Regions from separate parts of the Anser cygnoides genome. Here region 1 is linked to region 2. A link is a contact called in public Hi-C data. All regions are on one chromosome and are shown on one strand. Each heading gives the region's core, a stretch centred on a gene start, on an enhancer-like site or on the middle of the called end of the contact. The rest is flanking DNA. Distances are from core to core; before and after follow the strand shown.

Region 1 (5,622 bases), core at 1,175-3,674, 150 kb after region 2:
TTACTTCACTCCCACTTCACTTTGCATTGCTTTTGCTATTAGAAAAGCAACTTAAAAAAAAAAAAAGCATTTGTTTTTCCATTCAGCTATAATTTAAAAAAACAATATCAGTGACTGGAGTACCTGAAATATGCTGTCATCCTTGCAGTAAAACTCCGGTTTTCTTACGTCTCAGCTAACAAATGCAGTCACTACATTTCCTGAAAATTAAGCTCTAACCTGTCTTTAAAAACTGCAAAGTTATTTACCAGGTTTCTCACCGTCCATTTCTGGAAGCATTCAGCACCTGATTTGCACAACGAGAGTTTTTCAAGCAAATGGCTTTGTAGGAAGTTTCTTCTATCTAATTGCTGGAACCCTCTAAAGATTAAGTAGCTATTACCTAATTACTTTGATCAATTATCCCAAAACATCCCATTCTTCTTCGTAATGGTATCCATATCCTCCCTGACAAAAGCAAACAGTAGTTTTGCTTTGCAGAGTTAACAGCAGAAAAAGGCAGCATGAGGAACGATCTGAAAAGCAAGCCTTCCCAAGAGACCAAAGGCAACGGAGGAGAGCAAGGTCTCAGCTCACCCAGTGGTCCGCACAGAGGTGGGGAGCACGAAGCAGGCACAGTCCTAAGCTGCTGCAAGCGCTGTCCTGAGCCTGGCGGCATCTCCAGAGCGATGATCCGCAGGCAGCCGTGGAGCAGAGGACCGCAGCAGTCTGTCTGTGAAACAACTGGTATCTACCTGGGCAGCAGGAGGCAAGCAAGTCTGAGCAACACCGCAGTTCACCGAAGAAAATCAGCAAAGCCTCAAGTACCAGGGTCACGCAGGCTGGCGAATCTGCTTTTCGTAAGTAATTCAAACAGAACCCGAGCAATTGGGGTATAAATAGAAAGACACTTGGCTTGGCCATAGTTGTAAAAGTGACCACGTTTGTTCTAGTAACTAAACACAAATGTACCTAAAAACACACTCCTCTTAAGACTGTTAGCATATAATTTATATTTAAAAAATGTATTGTAATTCCAGAAACTAAAAAAAGAACAGTGCAGAGAGGAGAGGTGGCAGAGTGTGCCCAATGTGTAACCTGAACTGCTGCAGCTCTGGTATCCCACCAAGCACATGCATCCCGCAGCTCTCTTTTGGACTCGGCCCCTTTGCAGCTGCAAAATTAGCAACCTCTGGCCTACTTTGGGGCGTGTTAGAGTCCAACCGTATTTACGCTGACAGAGACAAGCAAAGGTTGTGACGACTTATTGACGCAAGAGCTATTTCATGCTCCATGCCAGAAATTAATCAGTGGAGAAGTAGGAATTCTCTTTAAGCACCCAGTCAGAAAGTGATTTGGTCAACTGCTAAAAAAAACAAGCTGAGGTCTTGCATGACAAACGCAACTGAAAAAAGTTAGAAGCACAACTCTTACACAGCTGCTCCGTTAGAAAGCCAGTGTAAGGCAGCAGAACGCAGTGACTGGACAGAAACATTATGCACACCCCTTCTCATGAAAAAAGCAACATGAGAAGATCAGTTTGGAGTCTTCCTGATCCTCTGTGAATATAAACTGATGCTACGTTTGCTCAGATCACTTCAAATATATTTTGGTGGAAGCAGAGGTAACAAAGTATACTGACCCTGCGAGGGTTCTACCTGCTGCAATTCTGGACGCTAAGAAGCAAAACAAAGGAAGAGTCCCATGATCTATTTGAAACAGCTACAGCACAAAGCCACGTTTTAAAGGAAAAAAGCCAGAATCTTGAATGCAGACTGAATGAGCAGCATCACCCCTACCTGCCAAGAAGCCTTCATGATAAACCTGTCAAGAGTTACAAGCCTGCAGAACAGGCCTTCCACCTGCTGGAAAGAAAAAAAATCTAATGCTAATCAGATACTTGCTGTCAGCAGGGAACAGATGCCTAAGCCCTTCTTCTTGGTTTGCTAAACTGTAAAGATTGCATGCCTTCTCCTGGCAAAGGTTGTACGAGACCAGGGACACCTTGCTCAGAACAAAGTATTTGGAAGTTTTTGACTTTCTCCTGAAGTGACAAGTCAAGGATGGACTTGGATGGACTAATAGAGTTTGGTTTAAGGGCTCTGGACTTTTTATCGTTCTGGCTTATTTTTTGACCAGCGAAGAGAAAGACTATCAGCTTGGTCTAGCTCGGGCTTTTACCTTTCTCCACAAGAGCAGCTCAAGCATTTTATAGAGCAGAAGCGCGCTACCGTAGAAAAGTTTTAAACTAAGATGTTTCTTTTCATATCCAGCATAAAACAAAGGTCACAGTTAAAGGAGTGAAAAAGTCTGTTTATCCTTAAATTGCATGATTTAAACACAAACAGAATTTTAAAAATCTGTCTCAGTGGATCATCTTTGTGCTTTTTTAGTTTAAGTGCATCTTACTGAGCTGCAAGGGTTCTCAGCCTGAAGAATTGTTAATTGATCAAAAAAACTGGACCAACTTTACAGCAGTAAAAAAACATTGCTGTCCTCTCATCTCTCAGCAAGTAAGGCAACTGAGGGTGGCATTACCTATCCCAGCAGCACCCAGCCTGACTAGCTGGATATCTGAAGAGACCACATATACAAATAACTGCATTGATCTTGGTCTATTGATTAGAAAGTGAAACCTGAGAGCAAACAGTCATTACACAGTAGTTCATGGACAGCAATACCATAAAAAAAAAATCAACATACACAATGCAACGAGTAAACTGCTTAGACAGGCATCAAGCCCCACTCCCCCCTCACCCCAAGGCTCATACATCTTGTTATTACACAAAACCTGATGGGGTTACATGACTACAGCAGCAGCCTTTCAGGACAAAATGGTTACCTGAAGCCAAGGCTAGCAGTTCAAAGCTCACAGACTAGACCTCGCTCCTATTACAATTTTCCCTGTAAAGCTATTTATGTGGTTTGGCAACATAACAGCTACAAACAGAATGAGTACATAGATTCTTGAATAGTGAAAGGGTAAGGATTGATTTTTTTTTTTAAATGATTTCTTTGAATCCATCTGTCATTCCTCCAACATCCTGATCCCAGCCCTACCACAGACTGCAGCTGCAGTGCCGAGATTTTCCACAAGTTCTGTCCACTGCAAGCAACTCTACCTTGCCCATGGTCAGGAGTATCTAGTGGAGGAGTCGACGGCACTGCTAAAATCCTCCTCGCTCACATTCAAGTCAGCTGCAAGTATCAATACACAGAGGAAGATTTTTTCAGTGCTGAATATTATTCAGACCTTGGCACAACCAAAATGATACCAGCAGCACCAATGGAAAGCTTGGTTGTTTTTTTTTTTTGTTTTGTTTTTTTTAATCTCCATAAGCACCCAGCTCCAATGCTTGCAGCAAAGAGCTCAGATGCCACTGCTCCACTCCTCATTCAGCAAGAGGAAGCAGAGCCCCAAGGACATCAATTTTCATGCTGTGAAGTGGTGCCCACTCTCGCCAGTGACTGTGGAGGGAGACAAATTCCCTGCAAGTGCCGGAGCTTAAACAGCCCCCAAAAAGCAGCTGAACGGATGACAGAAACAGGACTGAGAAATGCAGCTTTACCACTCCCAAAGAGATCTCAAGAGGGTAATTAACAGCTCAAGAGTGTAATTAACAGCACTGCCACAGGCTTGCCCAGGTACCTTCCTCAGGCCCTGCAGCCAGAGGCCCATGGGCTGGCCAGGCCCAGCCATCCTCGCAGAGGGCACCAAGGCCTCACTCCTCCGGCCTGCAGGACAGCTCTGATGGAGCCACAGCGGAGGTACACGGGCTGGAAGCAAACAGTGGAAAGGCCCAGTCTGCTCTGTGCGTTCCCTGCCAGAGCCTCTGCTGCCCCTTCAGCCAGGCAGCGGCCACGGTGTCAGGTCCACAGGCTGACATCTGCCTCCCAGGGCGCTGCTGAACCATGTCGTGCTCTGACGGGCTCTTCCAGGCCACCTAGCTGGGTTTTAAGCATTAAAAATTAAGCTTGAATCATGCTTGAAATTCAAGACGAATCCCTAAATAGTCACAGTCAGCACACTTCTTTTTTTTTGTTTGAAAGAAGACATTAAGTAATCTTGATCTAGTTCAGTTTGAAATAGATTACAGGGAGACAGTAGCATCTCAAAAAAGCCCATATGAATATTTTCCTGTAGGTAATTCAGATTCCAGTAGCTGCAAAGTTTAATATCAGCTTCATCCTTTTGAAAGGCTGAAAATTTGCTTCAACATTTCAGAACATCAATCTATCAAGCATCACTGAGCCAAACCATGACAGTACCATGAATCTGTCAAGTATTTCAAAGCAAACAAGGGCATTGCCTGGAAAGCATCTGGTTTTCCCAGTAGTTCTCCCAGTAACTGATGAAACAACGGTATTTTGTTTAGTTATAAGAACAATTTTTTTTAAAAGATCTCCTGGTATACTAGTATTATTTTTCTTAGAGGAAGAATTAAACGTATACCCCATTTCTCACTGATCAACAAGTCAAAGGCACTAACAGAGATTCACTCGCCTGTTTCTCCTTGCACGAAGTCACTGCAGCGTGGCCCCTGCCCAGCCAGCAGCGTACAGGAACGTGCCAATGGACAAAGAAAAAGAAAGCAAGTACCACAGCTCAAGAAGAAAACAACAAAAAGGAGGAACAGTAATACGAGATACAATGGCAACATACTGCACAGCAGTTTTTTCTTCATCCTTCTCCCTCCCAACCAACATGAAAACCTTCTCAAAGAAAAAAAAATCTTTTGAGCAAGAGCTCTCACAAAACAAAGCAACATTTTTCTTTTGAAGTTAGGGTAAACAGCACCTATCAAAGCACAGGTAATCAGATGGCCAAATTCCTGTACTTAAAGGATGAAAAATGCCATGTATGGCTGACATCCATCTGCAAATAAGTGGATTTTCTGCCCCTGCCCTTAAATCACTTTCAGAGTCGCAAGAATGACTGAAATGTTCCTTCAGGATCAGCACTGTCCTAATTGATCTGACCACAGCAAAGGCACGAAGACAAGCCTCATCGATGCGAGAGCCTGGCGCTAAGACAAGCTGAATAATTTAAGATAAATACTGAGAATACACTCCTTGGTACAGTCCAGTAACAAATCTAATTTAAGGAAGTATACATGAGAATATATGGGTCAAACTAAGGCTGACCAAAAGTGAATACCAGAAGCACAGTAAGCATACAGAAAAAAAGTCTGTCTGCTTTCCAAGTGAGACACAAGGGGCTAAGGACTATCTTAAATATTATCGTCTGACTTTAAAAGAGAAACCTCTTTTCTATCCTTTTCTCATCCTATGCCTCATTCAAAATAATTCAGTTATCTCCCTCTCAGCTGCTTCTCATCCTTACACCGCAGGATACATCACAGGCTAAAACGCTGCTTTAGAAGCAGGCTTTTAAAGAATTCCAAAGTGCAAGAACTGCATCTAAAGGAAAAATAGAAGCAAGAGGAACATACTTAGCAGGGACGCTGACCTAGAAGGAACTTCAACTTGAACCCCAAGTTGAAGCACAAAACAATTCCTTCCGTTGGAGGGTACAATAAAAACCTGGCACAGAAGGTCTCAACTATTTGAAGCTCCAGAGAGTGAAAGCTTCACAGGTTCCAGGGTAGCAGTCTTAAAACTGTCATGTTCCTCAAAACGATA
Region 2 (5,134 bases), core at 878-3,377:
TACTGCATCAACCCCTGCTTCTGAAGGAGCTGTTGATTTCTATGTATGGTTTTGTAGCGTGATCATCACTAGAGCACACAAGCACCCTACCAATACTACTGCATCTGCATTCGTGAGGATTAGGCGGCAGGAAGGGAGAGAAGCTGCTCCAAGCCATCCGACAGGCGGCCGAGGCAGAGATTATGGTCAAAGCATGCACAACAAACAGCTGATCTGTCCACCACGTGTGTTACATGTGCAAGCACACCTCTGCAGCTAGCAGCCCTGTCTCAGCACGACGTGTCCTGCAAAGGGCATTCAGAAAACGAGGGATAGGCGGAGGTCAGGTGCAAGTGTGCAAAAGGACCATGCAGCAGCGCACGCCTCTGCGGCGGGGGAAAAGCAGTTCTGTGGCAGTGTTCAGCTGCTGTAGCCCTAAGGCCTCTTCTTTGCCCTTTCCAGCAAACCACTCGTTGCTCCTTATGTGCCCTCCAATTTCTGTAACACATGAAGGCAGCACATCATCTAAAAGCAGCCTTGTTCTCACCCTTCTCCTGTGCGCTGAGATCCAGGCTTTGCAACTCCAAAAATGTTCTTTTTATTCATGCATGTCTCTTTTGTTCCTGTTTTTGGGGAACTGCTTTTTTTTTGTGTGTGTGAGCGTGTGTTTTATTTTTCCCTCCTCAAAGCAAATGCAAATGTCACCACCAGGTGACAACGGGAGCACCGGGTGACCAGGGCCGTGACCCTCATTTTCCACAGAGAGGTCCTCACATTCTTTCCTCACATTTTTCCCCATTTGTCAAGTTTCAAGTTCCTGCTCCAAAGCCTCAGGAACCAAGGCTCTACAGCAAAATCCCCTAGATGATTCTTATTATTATTAACTGGGAGAAAAACAACATATTTTCCTTAGCTGCCTTCTTGGAAACAACAAGACTTGTTTTGGCTGCAATCTCCTCAAAATTTTAATCTGATGTAGACACCTAACAGGAAAGTTTAAGGCCAAAATCTTAAACTCAGGAAAAATCACAAGCAATTGAAAACAGTCTCCTACTATTTACAGGAAATAATACAACACAACCTTAACAGACAGTGCTGTCGGTTCTGCTAATAATTAAAAGGCAGCAATCTATTACATTATTTTTAGTTGTGCCCTCACTGTCTTACACACAAGGGTCTTAAAATATCCGTGTGTCTGGGAAAAGTCTTCTTCCATGTCAGCACTTGGATGCTATCCCATGGGATAAATTTGCCACACACATACAGAGCTAGTACCGAAGCGCTTTTAACTCATTGCTTATATAAATCAAACACATGGAAATTGCCCCTGTGCATTTGGTTTAATTGCGCTCCCCCCGCCCGCCTCTCCCGTGGATGTGATACATCGCAGTGCTAACAAAGCTGAAATTCAGCCTCCTCGAATCGCACACGCTCTGCAGCTTCTGGGAGGTCTCAGTGAAAGCCTGAATGAGTTCGGTAGGACGTCACTGTGAAGTCTTTGGACGCTTGCAAGTGCTGGCAATGGAAATCCTTAAAAACTAAAACAAACAGACCGCTGAACTGAAATTTATTTCCTAACAAAGAAACCCTACCTAGCGCCCCGAGTCTGACGATCCTAGTTTTAACGCTCGCTACACAAAGTGTGTTTGGAGGGAGGTAAGAGAAACGTCCATGGAAACAGCAGCTCCGCCGCCCCGGTGTGCGGGGCTGAATGAGGTCCAGGGCTGGCACGCGCGGTGCACAGTGGCCACGATCCAGAAGTACAAGATTGACGTCAGCAACTTGTGTAATCATCCTGCCTTCGCTCTAGTCCGTAAACAAAGTTTTGGGGGGGTGGGGGTGTCTTTCTTTAAAGCTGTCTCTTTCTCCTTACTGGAAAGTTGTTTTATTTATTATTATTATTTTTCATCCGGCTCTCAGCAGTTATATTTTCTCATATGACTGGAAAAGTGAAAATATTTGGAGAAACCTCTGCCATAAATCAAACTGCAGCAATCTGAAAGGCATGCCTGCTATCTTACTTGTCCACCAGAACCTGAAGCCTACTACTGGACTTGTTTCTTAAAGAAAGCCACAACTGGAAATAAAACAGTACAAACCAAAGAGCCAGAAAAATATCGCACTGATTATGATTTATTTCACCTTTCCCTCACAGCCCTTTTACGTTCCAAGTCCATTAACAGACTTTGCCTTCTGAAATCCTGGGACAAAACCTCATCTGGGGTCAAATGCAATAGCTCCATCCATGCCGCTTGTGATCTGATCTCTTGCCCTTAAAGGGTGAGTTTTACCTTCTGATGGGCTAGAACATCAGGAGAGTTTTATCTTGTTTAATGCATGCTCAAGCAATCACCTCCAAGCAGCTCTGTTTCAGCTTCAGCAATAATATTGGGATGCCCAAGCAGATCATTTTGGCTGCCCAGCAATTGCAAAACCTGCGTGCTGATGAACAGTGTTCTCCAATGTTCACCTAAGTTCTCCAAGTGATTTACAGAAAACGAGTTAATAAACATAGCACTTTCTTTCTTCAAAGCAATTCTTGAATCATATCTAATTAATCTTCAAAACAACCTCTGCAGGATGCACAGCAATACTGTCCTCATTTTTAGGAGAAGAAATGGATTGAAACCTGTAATGCTTTACACAGAGCCACAGTTCAAAGAATCTGGACTGGAGATGGGAACAGCTTTTCTCTTTCCGAAGGTAATTTCAATGAAAAATGCCTCAGTATATGTGAATATCTTCACTTTCAGTTATTTTCTAGCGTTATGCCTGAAATCCCTCACCTTTTCTCTCTCAAATTCGTATTACTGATTCTTCTCCCGTTCAAAGTGAACATATACACATTAGGTATTTTCCCCATACTCCCTGACAGCATTTTATGCTCTCTGCTGCAAAACTGACACAGATCCAGATGTGGACGAATGGAAGCAATGACAACTTTTAAAAGCATTACTGGAAAGTCAGAAGTTTGAATTGTTCTGCCTTTCCAATACCTGCAACAGAGGTATTGATCCTTGCCGTGGTGATGCACGTACCCCATCCTTGCTGACATATTTCTCAAAATCATGAAAAAAAGGCTCAAGGATGAAGGCCAATCAGTTATGGAGTTACAGACCACATACATTACAGCACAAAAAACTATGAAATGGTGTTGGCTAAAAATGGTGTTGCCGTAATGAGGAAGAAGGACTTTAAAAGCATTGTGCCTACCTTGTTGATGTGCAGTTGCTGCTGCTGGAACTGCTGTTTGTGTTTCTCCAAGAACTGCTGGTGCTGCTGCTGGATCACTAACTGCTGGAGGGCCTGGGCGTTCTGGGGAAGGGGAGCAGACTGCGTGCGCCCCAGCGGGCGATGCTGCCGGAGTTTGTGTATTGAAGGGGAGACCCGTTCTCCACTAACCAGAGACTGTGCATGGAGGGGCAGTCCTGAAAGATACCAGTCTGAAGATAATATGGAGGAAAAAACAGCAGAGAAGAAAAAAAGGAAGAAGAAAGGAAGGGAGAAAACGACTGTTGAGTAACACTGATGGTGACAATGATATATAACGCTAAAACCAGCCACCTCGCCATTTACAGCTGAAGCATCCTTAAAAAAAAACAGATAACAATTAATGACCATTGGATGGAATAACACTTTCTATTTCTTTGTTTGATTGTTTACTCAGAGACCTTATGGAATATTTCATTTCTTAAATTCAACAATACTTTATGGACCCTTCCATTGCTCAGTGGATGACATGAATTAGATCACGGTGGTAGTTTTGAGGAGAAGCTCAAGTCTAATGGCTTGCCGTGGTACAGTGAGCGCATTCATTTCTAGGACAGCACCAGCCCATACTGCCGCCCTGCAGCACCGAGCTGTTGTACCTTACAGGATGCTCACCAGACATGCTGAAGGACGATGGTTGATGACGAAGCTGGTTCTCTCGTCTAGATCATGTAGGGAAGCATGGCTGCCCTTGGCTGTGCTATACCTACTCTGCAGAAATGACTAGGGATGAAAACTTCCATGTGATAGACCCCTGACCATGTTTGGCTTAGATAAACTTTAATGCCTTTCAGGAATATGAGAGCCACGAGGCTTCATTATGTCTTGAGAAAGAAGATAAGTCAGAGGACAAGGTGTCAAAAAGATTTATTTCCATCACTGTCCTGTATAGTCATGCTAGTAACTTAACAAAAACATAAAGGTTATTTTGGGATGACAGGCATTACTCATATGCCCTTGGCAGTTTGGGTCTCTTGAATGACTACCTTGTGAAATACCTATCTGAGTTCTGGTAAGGGCATGTCTGCAGGAACTGTCTTCTTTTTTTAGCTGTTCATGGGTAAGCCAGTTCTTACTCTGCTCTCTTAAGACATACCTTCTTAGATATCTGGGATGAGAAGACATGCAACACAAAGCCAAACCCAAGGGTGGATGAGCTGAGGATAAGCCTTTGCCTTTCCAGTTACACACTGGGATAGAAAGCCATCACTGATGTGAACTGCTGTCTCCCTAACATGGATAAGGCTGCACACACTTTTGGGATAAAAGTACTCTTTTGCTTCACCTCACTGTACAAAACACAGTGAAATCTGCTCAAGTGGTCAGTAACATTCAAAAATGAGACCCAATTCTAGGGCTGGGGAAGTTGTTTCTTCTCCCTTTCACCTTGTGGTCTTTAGTTGAAAAATGAAAAGCTGCACAGAAGTCTGCAGCCAGCTGAATGCAGCAGCTGAGAAATACCTGAAGTTCCTGGCCCAGCCAGGACCTTGTCTCCTTGTCCCACTAATTCACAGAACTGCCCTACGTGGAGGAACTCAATTCACTTAAAAGCCTCTCTTCTTGTGGCAATTTACTGAGTTTCTCCCAACCTTTGCTTTCCTGAAAAGAATCATGTAAAAGGGTATCGTATTTTATAAATATGTGTGTGTGTATACATACATACAAAAATATATGTTTGCATGTGTGTATGAATATATGAATAATTTGGAAAGCTGTGGTCCATTTTCCTTACAGCACAGTTCAAATCAGAGAGCAGAGGAAGGGATCCTACACGTCTCTACAGGATATCTTCAAAGACTACTTGCCTCCAAGTGAATGACCAAAGTCCCCCTGTGAATGCTTTCCAGGGAGACACGTTCCTACTCCGTATATACACGTCAATGTG

What was found. Hi-C and Micro-C count contacts between places; a contact is called where the count stands out from the background.
Region 1: a contact with region 2 is called in a Hi-C map of liver, with 13 times the contacts expected there. The contact joins two enhancer-like sites. A contact is called at or near these places in 2 of 7 Hi-C or Micro-C datasets (both in liver).

The regions. Positions count from the first base shown.
Region 1 is chr6:12,857,742-12,863,363 of Taihu_goose_T2T_genome, forward strand. All of the region lies in intron 2 of HDAC4 (histone deacetylase 4), which reads right to left. Among named protein-coding and RNA genes, the nearest start is that of HDAC4, 34 kb to the right of the region's middle. Within about 2 kb of position 2,425, at least 2 of the 3 cell types and tissues checked have open chromatin away from gene starts, as enhancers often do. A contact at or near this core is called in liver, where this site is marked.
Region 2 is chr6:12,709,499-12,714,632 of Taihu_goose_T2T_genome, forward strand. HDAC4 (histone deacetylase 4) reads right to left here. Exons shown (of 26, transcript XM_066999846.1): 11 at 3,193-3,422. Among named protein-coding and RNA genes, the nearest start is that of TWIST2, 140 kb to the left of the region's middle. Within about 2 kb of position 2,128, at least 2 of the 3 cell types and tissues checked have open chromatin away from gene starts, as enhancers often do. A contact at or near this core is called in liver, where this site is marked.